Regions from separate parts of the Mus musculus genome. Here regions 1, 2 and 3 are each linked to region 4. The links are chromatin contacts, called in public ChIA-PET, HiChIP or PLAC-seq and promoter capture Hi-C maps. All regions are on one chromosome and are shown on one strand. Each heading gives the region's core, a stretch centred on a gene start, on an enhancer-like site or on the middle of the called end of the contact. The rest is flanking DNA. Distances are from core to core; before and after follow the strand shown.

Region 1 (2,700 bases), core at 98-2,597, 200 kb before region 4:
CTCCCTGTGGCATCGAGGAAAAAGCGAGAGTAGACTGCACTGTCTTGAAGCATGGGTGAGAGAGAAAACAAAGGATCGGGGGAGTGGGCTTGAAGTCCCAGAGGATTCTTGGATGTGGCTTTTCCGTCGTGCATCTTAGGGTCACCGGAAGATCCCGAACTGACCATATTCCGAAGCCAGAGGGAAGTTCATTAACTGGGGGACTGGGGAGATGGCTGAGCAGTTATGAGCACAGGCTGCTGCTCTTGCAGAGGACCCCAGGTCACTTCCCAGGACTGACATGGTTGCTCTAGTCCTAGAGAGTACAAAATAATCTCTTCTGGTTCTATAGACACTAGACTTGTACGAATAGACATGCAGGCAAAACCCTCAGACAGGTAAATGTTAAGAGGGGCAGCATAAAGTCTGGTGCATGATAAAACAGGCATGAAGCCAGGCCTGGTGGCACATGCTTGGAGCCCCAGCAGTCAGGAGGCAGAAGCAGAAGGGTCAGATCAAGGTCCTTCATGGCTATCTAGGGAGTCTGAGACCAGCCTGGGATGGCATCATAAGTGAGAAGATGTAAAGAACAGATCTTTCCTACCCCCGGAGGAAGTTAAATGCATAGGTGTACAAAGTGCATCACTGTTTGTCATTGGATAAGCAGATGATACAGTGGTGTTTGCTTTGTGTTTTGCTTTGTTTTTCCCCCAAAACAGTGTTTCTGTGCATAGCCCTGGCTGTCCTGAAACTCACTCTGTAGACCAGGCTGATCTGGAACTCAGAGATCTGCCTGCCTCTGCTTCCTAAGTGCTGGGATTAAAAGTGTGCGCTACTCCACTGGGCTTTGCTTCCTGGTTTTTAAGTTGAGGGAAAGTGATTAGATCACTGGTAAACCCCAGATTACAATTGCACTGTAGAGATACACCAAAAAAAAAAAAAAAAAAAAAAAAATCACAGATTTGTGCCTTGGAATGAGTGAGTCTTATGGTACCCAAAATCATACATCTTGTTACATTTCCAGTTAAGAGTCATCTCCCATTAATTTCACAGACCACAGGTGGGGACCCCTGCTGTGTGGCGGAGCTACAAGGGATGGCAAGATAAGATTGGATGATTCCCTAATTGGAGTCTTAAAATGCTTAACATTGGACTAATTTTTCTTTAGATCTGCCAAATGGGAACAGCAGTCAGCACTTTGTACAGACAATCAAGATTATTCTAAGAGGCGTCCACCACTTGTTTTTGCAAGGTACCTCAGCCAGCCTGGGTAGGAGCTTAGCTGGGGGTCTCTGATACTGAGGAAGTTGGCTTCCACGCACCCAGGGTAACGCGTCTGGCCGTTGCCTAGCAACGAGCTGTCCTCGCACAGCATGGAGACCAGCGAGTCCAGCACTAGCGACTACAGACAGACCGAGGGCGAGGGCGAGGGTGTACCGGGGACCTTGAGCACGGCTGTGTGTGAGCACCTGCGGAAGTTGTGTCTGCGCGAATTCCCGTGTGGCATCGGGAGCTGGGTGCGTGCCCCCCACCCCCACCCCCACCCCCACCCCGGGGACTGGGACTAAGAAGGGAAGGATCCAGCAGGGGCGGAGCTGGGACTGGACCAGAATAGCCGCAGGGAATGTACTAAAGTAGGTGGTACCTAGCTGGGAGCTGGGCTGCCTAGGAGTCAGTAGATGCTCACATACAAGTTTGAGGCCCGAAGGGAGGTTTGGATGTGGTCTTTTCAGCACTGGCTGATTTGAGGGTTGGGGTGGACTCTGGAGGCTGGAACATTGAAAGAATGCAGGTACCAAGTGCCCACCTTGTCGTGAGAGAACCCACCAGGAATGGACTGATCCAGCACATCAGGCATACCTTTGACCTCATGCTAGCCTACAACAGCTGGTTGACCAAGCTCCAGATGTCAGGCATCCCTGAGACTTAAAGAGCTTTGGTCTTGAACAGTTTGCTCTGTAGCCCCTCATGAGAGGTGGAGAAAATGTTTTTTTCTGGTGTTCTGGGCCACGGGGCTAGCTTTCGCCGTTCTGAGGTCTCATGTGGAAAAGGTCTCCTGCCCCTCCTGCAGCTGTGCTGAACTCAGGAAGCCTAAGGCGCTGCACAACCTCTGCCCTGCTTCCAGGCTGAGGGGAGACAGAGAAATACAGCCAAGGGCGTAGCCAGCACAGCTGGGGAAAACATCTGGTCCGACAGGGCACGAAGGTCACTTTTCCTATTACTTCAGCTTGTACACTCTTCCTACTCAGTACGCAGAGGAAACGCTGTCCTCAGCTGGGTGCACAGTGTAGGATTGGATTTAGAGGCCCATCAAATGTGTCCTGAGAGGCTAGAACCAGCATGATGGTGTTGGCTGTCAGTTGTGGCCCCCCTCCCTCTACACTAAGTAAAACAGAAAAACAGTCCTTCCCCCTGTAGAGGCACATAGGTACCCATCAGGGAAACTCTCCATTTGTTTAGGCCACAGGTGCAGGTTGAATGACTACTCTGTGCAAGTCACTGTGCTAAGTTTAGGGCTTACGGCTCCAAGGGTGTATCTAGGGAGAGAGGTTCACCTTGCCGCATCTTCGGGAAGCCTTCCCTCTGTGAAGTCTCACTTAACCAGATTGCCCACCAAGCCTCCTTCCTGTACACAGCTATATAGGTGCTGGGTCAAAACGCAATCTCCTTTTTAATTTATTTTTAAAAGATTGATTACATTATTTTTAATGATGTGTCTCT
Region 2 (2,700 bases), core at 56-2,555, 180 kb before region 4:
TAATTTTCTTCTCTCTTTCCCTCTCTCTCTCTTTCCATCCCAAACGCATTACCCCCCCCCCCCCCGCACATCAAATCTCTGCAGGATTAGGGGGAACCTTGTGGGGGGACTGGTACCACAGTCAGGCTACAGCTTTAGGGGAGAGCCTCTGCTACATTTGTTGGGGGGACCTACATGGTGACTGAGATGCACTGTATGCTCGTTGGTTGGTGGCTCAGACTCAGAGCTCCCAGGGGTCCAGGTTAGGTGAGGCTGTTGGCCTTCCTGTGGGGTTCCTATCCCCAGCGGAAGCCTCAATCCTTCTGCGGAAGCTTCAATCCTTCTTCCAACTCTTCCCCAGGAGTCGTCGACCTCCGTCCAATATCTGGCTGTGGGTATCTGCATCTGCTCAGTCAGCTGCTGTGTAGAGCTCCTCAGGGGATGGTGTCAGGGATTGGTGCTTGCCCATGGGATGAGTCTCAAGTTGGCTGGTTGTTGGCCATTCCTTCAGTCTCTGCTCCATCTTTGTCCCTCCATTTCTTTTAGAAAGGACAGATTTGGGGTCAAAAGTTTTGTGGGTGGGCTGGTGTCCTTATGCTTCCACTGGGGGTCCTGCCTGGCTACAGGAGGTGGCCTCCTCAGGTTCCATCTGTTAGTCATCTTGAAAGCAGCTAATTTCTTTCGCAACTCACACAGTTGGGGCTTATTGAATCAATGTATTCTTGATTGCAATTAACATACTAGGGCTGGATCTCTTTCGGAATTCCTCTAGGTTGGAGAACAGGGCTTGAATTCCCGGATGAAGGAGGAGTACGTCCCGAGTCGGGGAGACCTGCAGGCCGTTTGTCCCTTAGTACTCATCTGCTCGCATTTATATCTTCTCAGATAGGTCGAAAACGGTGCCTCCAACCATGGAAAGCGGGTACCAGCCAGAGCCACTGTCGGTGGAGGTCCAGATCCAGCTGCACCAGTACCGCTCGGTGGAGGAAGCATTCCTTAGCTTGATTGACTAGCAGGGAGAATAAAGGCTGCTCTGCAGCCGGAGCTTGAGAGTTTGTGTGGCCACTAGGGGAAGGGGCACGGCGCTGGCAGCCCAACGGGCGTGGGAAAGAGAGCGTTGCAGTTGCCAACGAGCCACAAGTGCGTCCTGGATAGACTGCAAGGTGGGGCGGAGTCCATGGCTCCGCCCCCAACGCGAAGCCCCGCCCCTCCTCCCTGAAGAGCCTCGCGGTTGCTCCATTTTGGAGCTCCGCCCTCTCTTTGGGACCCTGCCCCTGAAGACCCGCCCAGCGGGGGGTTCCTCGCGCTCCCGGCGAGATACTGCCCGGCTTTTGTGTCGGTGCGCGGTCCCCAGGGGTACTTAGGTAGGTCTTTGAGGGCGGGGATGGGGTGGTGAGGTCGCGCGGCCTGTGGCGCCTGGATCCCGTTGCCGGGAAGGAACCGCGTTCTGCCGGTGCCTCTGCTGGAGGGCTTTCTGTTGCCCGCCCCTCTGTCGCACGTCTGGGCTCGGCGGTTGCCCGGACACACCGCGCTGTGGGCTCCGACCACCGCAGCCCTCTAGATTCGGGTTGAAAGGATGGAGCTACCTGGGCCCTTTCCCCAGAGCCCGAGGCTGCCGACACCCCGAGGGCGAGGGCGCGGAGAGAGGACCCGGTCCCGCGGGACAGTGATTGGGGTAGGGAAGTGGGCTTTTCCGGGACTTTGGGTGGGTGTGGGGTGCGGGACACCGGGTTACGGGACAAACCAGAGCCCCCCTCATCGAGTGGCCGGATGGCAGCGGACTTACCAAACCTGCAAACCCCGAGTAGTTACAACTCTGTGGTCACACCATCCCCGCGAGGCTGCTGTGACCCTAACTAAGCCTTGCAGCTTAAGAGCTTTCTTGTAGCTTCAGTCCCCTTCGCCCCTCCAGGTCTTTCAGCCAAACAAGAATCACATTAAAACCATGGGCGCCCATTTAATCCTCAACTGTACCCTCAGGTGTTGCTCCTGAGCCTTGCAGGGAGGGCATTCCAGGTTCCTCTTGATGAACAGCATTCTAGGCGCCATATGCGCTCCTCGTCTTGAGATTTATCTGCGTGGCTCCTACTTCAGCTCAGAGCGTGGATGTTCTCTCTGCCTGTCACTTTTTGTCCCCTTGCTTCATGCACTTGCATAGCTATCCCAGGGTCTTGTGGCCTTTCCTCAATCACTTCATCCTTAGCAACATCTGGTCTATCATGCCTACTAGGATGTCCTTAGCTGCTTGGCTAATACTGGAGTTAGTAGGAGAGATGCTCTAGACATCTCTAGGGACAACAGGGTCGAAGTGACACTTTTTTTTTTTTTTTTTTTAAACTTAAGGATGGGAGAGAGATGGTAATGTGCATTCTGGGATTTGGCTGCTACACCTGTACCTCTGTTCCCTATATTAGGTGTGGCTCTGGCTCTGGCTGTGACTCCAGCCTCCAGGGGAAGAGGGCAAGGAGAGCTATCAGGTATAGCTCGGTTGTAGTGCTTGGATAGTGTGCATTTACCCAGCACCATATAAAGCCCCGCTTGTGAGCCCAGCACTGGGGAGGTGAGGCAGGTCGGTCAGGTTAACATCATCGACAGCCACACTGCAGGTCTGAGGTTTTTTGGGCATGAGGTTTATTTGGTAAAGTAGTAAGCATATGTCAAAGACCCTGCCTTGTGTGTGGGGTGTGCGTGTGTGTCAGAAAACTATTAGGCAGAACAGGC
Region 3 (2,700 bases), core at 201-2,700, 140 kb after region 4:
ATAGACGTATATTAGAAATGAAACCATCTTAGTTTTGAAATTTTTAGGTGAACTGATGAACTTTTAGTGTGTATGGAAATGACCCCGAAGGGAGTTGCACAAGCCCAGTGACCCCCACTCTCCTTCATCTCTCCCGCCCCACAACCACCCTTCTTTCTTGAGACCAAGGTCTGGTGAGCCAGGCTGGCCTCAAATTCACTGTGTAGCCAAGGACAGCCTTCCCCCTGGTGAGTGCTGTGACTACAGGTACCCTTCACTGTGCTCAGTTTCTTAAGTCTGAAGCCAGAACATGGGGCTCGGTGCGTGCTGGGCGGACACTCTACCAAGTGCCCAGCTCCCAAATTTAAAAATCTTAAAGAATTTAAAAGCCTCCCAGACTTAACAGCACAGCATTACTATAACGCTTTTTAAAGTACGTTTTAATTTTTTTTTTAGAATTTTCTGAATTCCTGTGATGCTCGGATCATTTTACAGCAGATAGAAGAACATATGAACACTGGCCAGCTAGCAGGGTTTTCACATCAGGTAAGGACAATTCCCCTTCATTTTTGCTCTGTCTGATCATAGAAGGTGATTCTTATCCCCCAAATAGTCTTTCACTCTTAATCAAAAGCGTCAGGCACTGGCTGGGGATGTGACTTAGGGGTAAAGCGCTCCCCTAACGTACTCAAGAACCTGGATCCGGTCCCCAGCATCACGTGAAGATAGAAACGACAGGTGCCCTGGCTGGCTTGTTTACTGTTGTGCCCACTGGAGAATTGTGCCCATAAATATCGGCAATTAAATCTTCTTCCCCATTAAAAATAGAACCTGGGTGCACAACCGTCGGTTTCTGTTTGTGTGCTGCTAGGCTACGCCCTTTCTCCCAGAGGCTTAGTCCCAGCGCTCTAGTTATTCAGTTTCTGACTGCCGGAAACCTGTTTCGGCAAAGGGCTTACAATTAAACATATTTTAATATGATGATAACTGTCATCCCATAGATTGGAAGTCTGGTTCTGAATCATGTTGTAAATAAGAAGGAATTTGGGATTTTGGCAAAGACAAAGTATTTTCAGTTGTTGAAATGCCACGTGATAAACACCGGCAACGTCACTGAATTGGTAAACTATTTGGCAAATGACTTCAGGTAAGTTAATGATCAGTTTACTGTAGAACTTCTTAAAACGGATCTTGATTCTGCAGAAAGATGGCCGCTATAAAGCTGTTTGGCCGTAGCCGCCTATTGAGCCGTAGCGTTCCTACACATTCCCTGGAGTTCAGGCTCCTGCAGCTTGGAACCTTGGAACACGAATCCGTCATCCAGTAATTAAAGGAGTTGCCTGGATCCTCAAAATAGGTGTCTTCCTAGTCCCGCTCTGAACCCTAAATTACAACTTGATTCCTTAGACGCGTGCTTGGAGCACTGCTTGCTGGAGTTACATAACACGTGGCTCTTGCTAAGCTTGGCTAGCTCACTCTCCACACCCACAAGGGAAGGAACAGTGAGCTGCCTGGGCTGGAGCCACGACTGCATATGGGAAGGAAAAAGGAGGAGAGTACCAGCCGACACGGGAAGGGAACGTGTAGTCAGAGGCAGTGGCCACGGCTCTGTCGTCCGGGTGGTCACTCTGGGGTGCCCTGTCCCCTTCACACACCACGATTCTAGCTGTTAGTTCATCCTCAAACCCATGAGTACGTTGTCCTCTGTGAGGGAGTGACAGTTTGAGCTACAGTTGATTCGTACACTAGACCATATCTACGTGGAGAAGAATTCTGCTTGTGTACCTGGACATCGGTCTACATTGTCAACAGTCATCCCCACAGGAAGCTCTGGCCAGTCTCCTCACGCCTGCCTTGTTCTTTGTGGTTCCACAGTGTAGATGAAGCATCAGCGTTGATAAATGAGTATTCAAAGCATTGTGGGAAGCCTGTGCCAGCAGATGCAGCTCCCTGTGAGATCCTGCAGGTAAGCCAGCTGATAACTGCCTCACGTCCCACCTGAGACCATTTAGATACATTTGTTTATTTTTTATATATATACATACATACATACACTGTAGATGTTTACAGACACACCAGAAGAGGGCATCGGATCCCTTTACAGATGGTTGTGAGCTACCATTTGGTTGCTGGGAATTGAACTCAGGACCTCCAGAAGAGCAGTCAGTGCTCTTAACGGCTGAGCCATCTCTCCAGCCCTGGTTTGTTTTCTTTTTACATGTAAGACCTGGTCTTACATGTCGCTCTGGCTGTCATGAGCTCACTATGTGGTCCAAGCAGGCCTAGAACTCACTGAGATCCTCATGCCTCCGCCTCCTGAGTACTGGGATTAAAGGCGAGCACCACCACGGCCAACGTCGTTATCAACTACTATGTGCACATAGTTTTCTGTGTTCCCTTTGGTTCGCTGACACCAGCACCCCCATAAGCATGAGAAGTGAATCAGCTGTACTGGGATATTAGAGCCGCCATGATGTCACTAAAGCCCACAGGCTAAGTGACCTGCCTGAGTCATTTGCTGCCTAATGGCCCAGCTGTGACTGGAACCCCAGGGCCTCTTGGCATGCTACAGTGCACCTGTATTTAGTTACCGACCATAAAGAATGAGCTGTGTTCATGGCAGTTGGCTGTGTTCTGTGACTGTGTTGGTCAGACACTGTAGTGACAAATCCTAAGGAGCAAAGGCTTGTTTCCAAGACTGCAGGCCAGGGCCACTGGCTC
Region 4 (2,700 bases), core at 59-2,558:
CTCACACCAAAATGAAAAAAAACAAAAACAAAAACAAAAAAAAAACCAAGGAAATGACAGAAACATATCCACTGTCTTAATAAATAAATAAGTAAATAAATAGAAACAGTAGTTGGCAAGTTTTTGCTAAAAAATGGGTATGCACGTGGATTCCAGACTTAACGAGTCATTTCTTCATACCAGAGAGGTGGGGCTGGGCAGGGAGGAAGGGGGTGGTGTGCGGTTTCTGCCAGATGGGAAAAGCCACATGAAGCGGAGAGACTACGGGATGTCAGGGCAGGACTCCAGACTCAGAAAAAAATAAAAATAAATAAAAATTAAATAAATTAATCCGATATTCTGTTGTTCTCTCCCCAATAACGCAACACCTCCAGGTTCGAGACAAACCACAAGGCTCTCTGCTTTTAAAATAGTCACCCCATCCCCACCCCCAACCCCGAACAAGTGTCATCTGTCTTCCGCGCCAACCCCCGACCGCGCTGGCAGGTTCGGGTTACCGGGCAGCGGTGATTTCAGAGATCTGGCACCCTGTTTCGCCCTTCTACCTTCACAGAGAATCACGCTCCAGGGGTCTGAAGGAAAACAAAAGCCCGGGGCCGAACAGCCAGGGACCGGGAACCGGGGCCCGAGCCGGGCCGGGCTGAGCCCGAGCGCCACGGGGCAAGGGCGCCCTCCATGCCGGCTCGCGGCCGGCCACCCGGCGTCCCGGGCCTGCCCGAGGAAAGCTCGCCCAGATGGCGAGCGGCGGGAGGCGTCCAGGGCAACAGGTCGAACCGGACCCGCGGCCTCTGGGAGCGACGGAGCCGTCCCCGGAACCTCCCCCTCCAAGAGCTGGGGAAGAGGACGCGGGCTCCTCCGAGAACGGCTCCCGAGGCGGCGCAGGGACAAGGAGTCCACGCTCCATCTTGAGGCGGCGGGAGGAAGGCAGGCAAGGCCCCGGGCCGCGGCTGCCAGGGCCCGGACGCGCGCGGCTCGCACGCAGCCAGCCTTCCCCGCAGCCACGCTCTCCCCGCGCCCGCCACCCTCCCGGGTGCGTCCGCGGCTCCTCGGCCGCCGTCCCGGTGCGTGGCGGGAGCTTGAGACGAGCCTTCCCTCCCGGCGTTTCCCTCCCGGATCCCCGGGCGGCGGGAAGGAGCGGAGGGAGAACGGGTGGGACGGCGAGGAAGGAGAGATGGAGATGGGGCCCGCGCTTCGCTCACCGCCTGGGACGCCGCTGGTCGCCGTCACCTGCCTCCCAGCAGCAGCAGCAGCAGCCGCCGCGGCCGCCGCCTCCCGCCTCCCCGGCTCTTCGGCTCGGGGCGGGGAAGAGAACGTGACGCGCTGCCGCCGCCGCCGCGGGGCCGGGAGAAGACGCCGCGCCGCCCCTCCCCGTGCCCGGGCCGCTGCCGCCCGCGAGCTCCCCTGCCGCCCCTTTGTCTGCCTGCTCCCCTTGCGAGCCCCTAAATCCTCCACGATAAGGAGCAAGATGCCGGGGGACGGACCGAAGGGCCTGCAGACGCGGGTGCCTTGGCATTTCAGGCTTCTCCCTGTTTCCTAGCCAAGTGTGCCCAGAATATGCAAGTCACCCCGGATGGCTACCCGTAGACTGGACCAACCGCAGCCTGCCGTTTGGGGATGGGATGGGGTGCGGTTGGAGAGTGGGGGAGCTGATTGATTTCATTGACCTCCCTTTCCCGCCTAGAGCAGGGTGATAAATCCGTTGCCCCAAGTTGGAAGGGAGATGCCCATAGGCAAGCTCAGCTTGGGATGAACGGTCTCTGCTCTCCAGGAAATCACTGAGGGGTTAAAAAAAAAAAATCCTTTGAGATGAGCCCAGGGCTGCAGCCCAGTTAGTTTAAGAAAAGCGTCTTTTATTCGCCCCAGTCGTTTGGACAGAAGCCCAGGTTAATGTCCCGTTCGGGCTCCTCCCCAAGCAGGGATCCCCTTGTCAAGCTTTTGAAAGGGACTGGAGAGGACGCTGCAACAGCCGGCTCAGGGCTGCGCTAGCAGAGGGCGGCCAGCATTTCGCTCCCATGGACCATGGCAACCCCAGAAGTTTTGCAGCTCCCGGCAGAAATCTGCAGCTGTTGGAAGCCCAGGTTTCTGCAGTGACTCAGTATTGATGGAGAAGGGGCCAAGGAGGAAATATTCTGAAGGGCGACCTCCCTTCTTGACCTTTATTTAAAACACCATTGTGTCTGGGCAAACAGGCACCTCAGAGAGCCCAAGAAGGGAACTCCACTGGAAATGCACAAAGTAAATTTCATCTGCAGACCCTCCTGTCCATTTAAGCCTTAAATCACACACACACAAAAATAATCTATTATTCCACCTGAGCCTGATATGTGAGCTCCAAGGTCAAGAGGTGAGAGTACCCTGGGAACCCAGAATTCATTCCTACTTAGGCAAGCAATACTTACCCGCTGATCTGAGTACAATTCAACTCTGTTTTTCCTCTCTTGGTTATTCCAGATGGTTTCTGTGTGTAATAGCCTTGGCTGTCCTGGAACTCTCTTTGTAGACCAGGCTGGCCTCAAACACAGAGATTTGCCTGCCTCTGCCTCCTGAGTTCCAGGACAGCCAGAGCTACACAGAGTATACATAGAACCCTGTCATAAAATTTATAATAACAAATAAATAAAATATTTAATAATAATAATAATAATAATAATAGCAGCCAGGCCTATTGGTGTGCACACTGACAATACTAGCCTTCAGGAG

The links. Promoter capture Hi-C pulls out the DNA fragments that hold promoters and counts their contacts. ChIA-PET counts read pairs in DNA pulled down with a chosen protein or histone mark. HiChIP or PLAC-seq counts read pairs in DNA pulled down with a chosen protein or histone mark.
Region 1: an H3K4me3 HiChIP or PLAC-seq map of embryonic stem cells shows a contact between it and region 4, with 13 read pairs. The contact joins the promoter of Lrrc43 here to the promoter of Clip1 in region 4. A contact is called at or near these places in 3 of 115 datasets of contacts at active chromatin or transcription factors (effector CD8 T cells, embryonic stem cells and memory CD8 T cells) and 2 of 9 other capture datasets (adipose tissue and embryonic stem cells).
Region 2: a contact with region 4 is called in an RNA polymerase II ChIA-PET map of effector CD8 T cells, with 15 read pairs. The contact joins the promoter of B3gnt4 here to the promoter of Clip1 in region 4. A contact is called at or near these places in 2 of 39 promoter capture datasets (embryonic stem cells and hematopoietic stem and progenitor cells), 1 of 484 Hi-C or Micro-C datasets (Sertoli cells), 2 of 115 datasets of contacts at active chromatin or transcription factors (effector CD8 T cells and embryonic stem cells) and 2 of 9 other capture datasets (embryonic stem cells and pancreatic islet).
Region 3: a promoter capture Hi-C map of hippocampal neurons shows a contact between it and region 4, with 2.8 times the contacts expected there. The contact joins the enhancer-like site here to the promoter of Clip1 in region 4. A contact is called at or near these places in 4 of 39 promoter capture datasets (embryonic stem cells, hippocampal neurons and pre-B cells), 1 of 15 datasets of contacts at CTCF or cohesin (stem cell-derived epiblast-like cells), 1 of 115 datasets of contacts at active chromatin or transcription factors (pancreatic cancer cells) and 3 of 9 other capture datasets (adipose tissue, liver and pancreatic islet).

What each region holds. Positions count from the first base shown.
Region 1 is chr5:123,487,978-123,490,677 of GRCm38.p6, forward strand. It overlaps Lrrc43 (leucine rich repeat containing 43), which reads left to right and starts at 1,348. Exons shown (of 12, transcript NM_001033461.3): 1 at 1,348-1,496. The coding sequence starts at 1,353.
Region 2 is chr5:123,507,177-123,509,876 of GRCm38.p6, forward strand. It overlaps B3gnt4 (UDP-GlcNAc:betaGal beta-1,3-N-acetylglucosaminyltransferase 4), which reads left to right and starts at 1,306. Exons shown (of 2, transcript NM_001382854.1): 1 at 1,306-1,343. Lrrc43 (leucine rich repeat containing 43) reads left to right here. Exons shown (of 12, transcript NM_001033461.3): 12 at 865-1,029. The coding sequence ends at 992.
Region 3 is chr5:123,818,016-123,820,715 of GRCm38.p6, forward strand. Kntc1 (kinetochore associated 1) reads left to right here. Exons shown (of 64, transcript NM_001042421.1): 61 at 436-525; 62 at 981-1,126; 63 at 1,855-1,945. Among named protein-coding and RNA genes, the nearest start is that of Hcar2, 46 kb to the right of the region's middle. Within about 2 kb of position 1,451, at least 54 of the 459 cell types and tissues checked have an H3K27ac peak or open chromatin away from gene starts, as enhancers often do. A contact at or near this core is called in adipose tissue, hippocampal neurons, pancreatic cancer cells and 1 more, where this site is marked.
Region 4 is chr5:123,683,053-123,685,752 of GRCm38.p6, forward strand. It overlaps Clip1 (CAP-GLY domain containing linker protein 1), which reads right to left and starts at 1,309. Exons shown (of 24, transcript NM_019765.5): 1 at 1,200-1,309.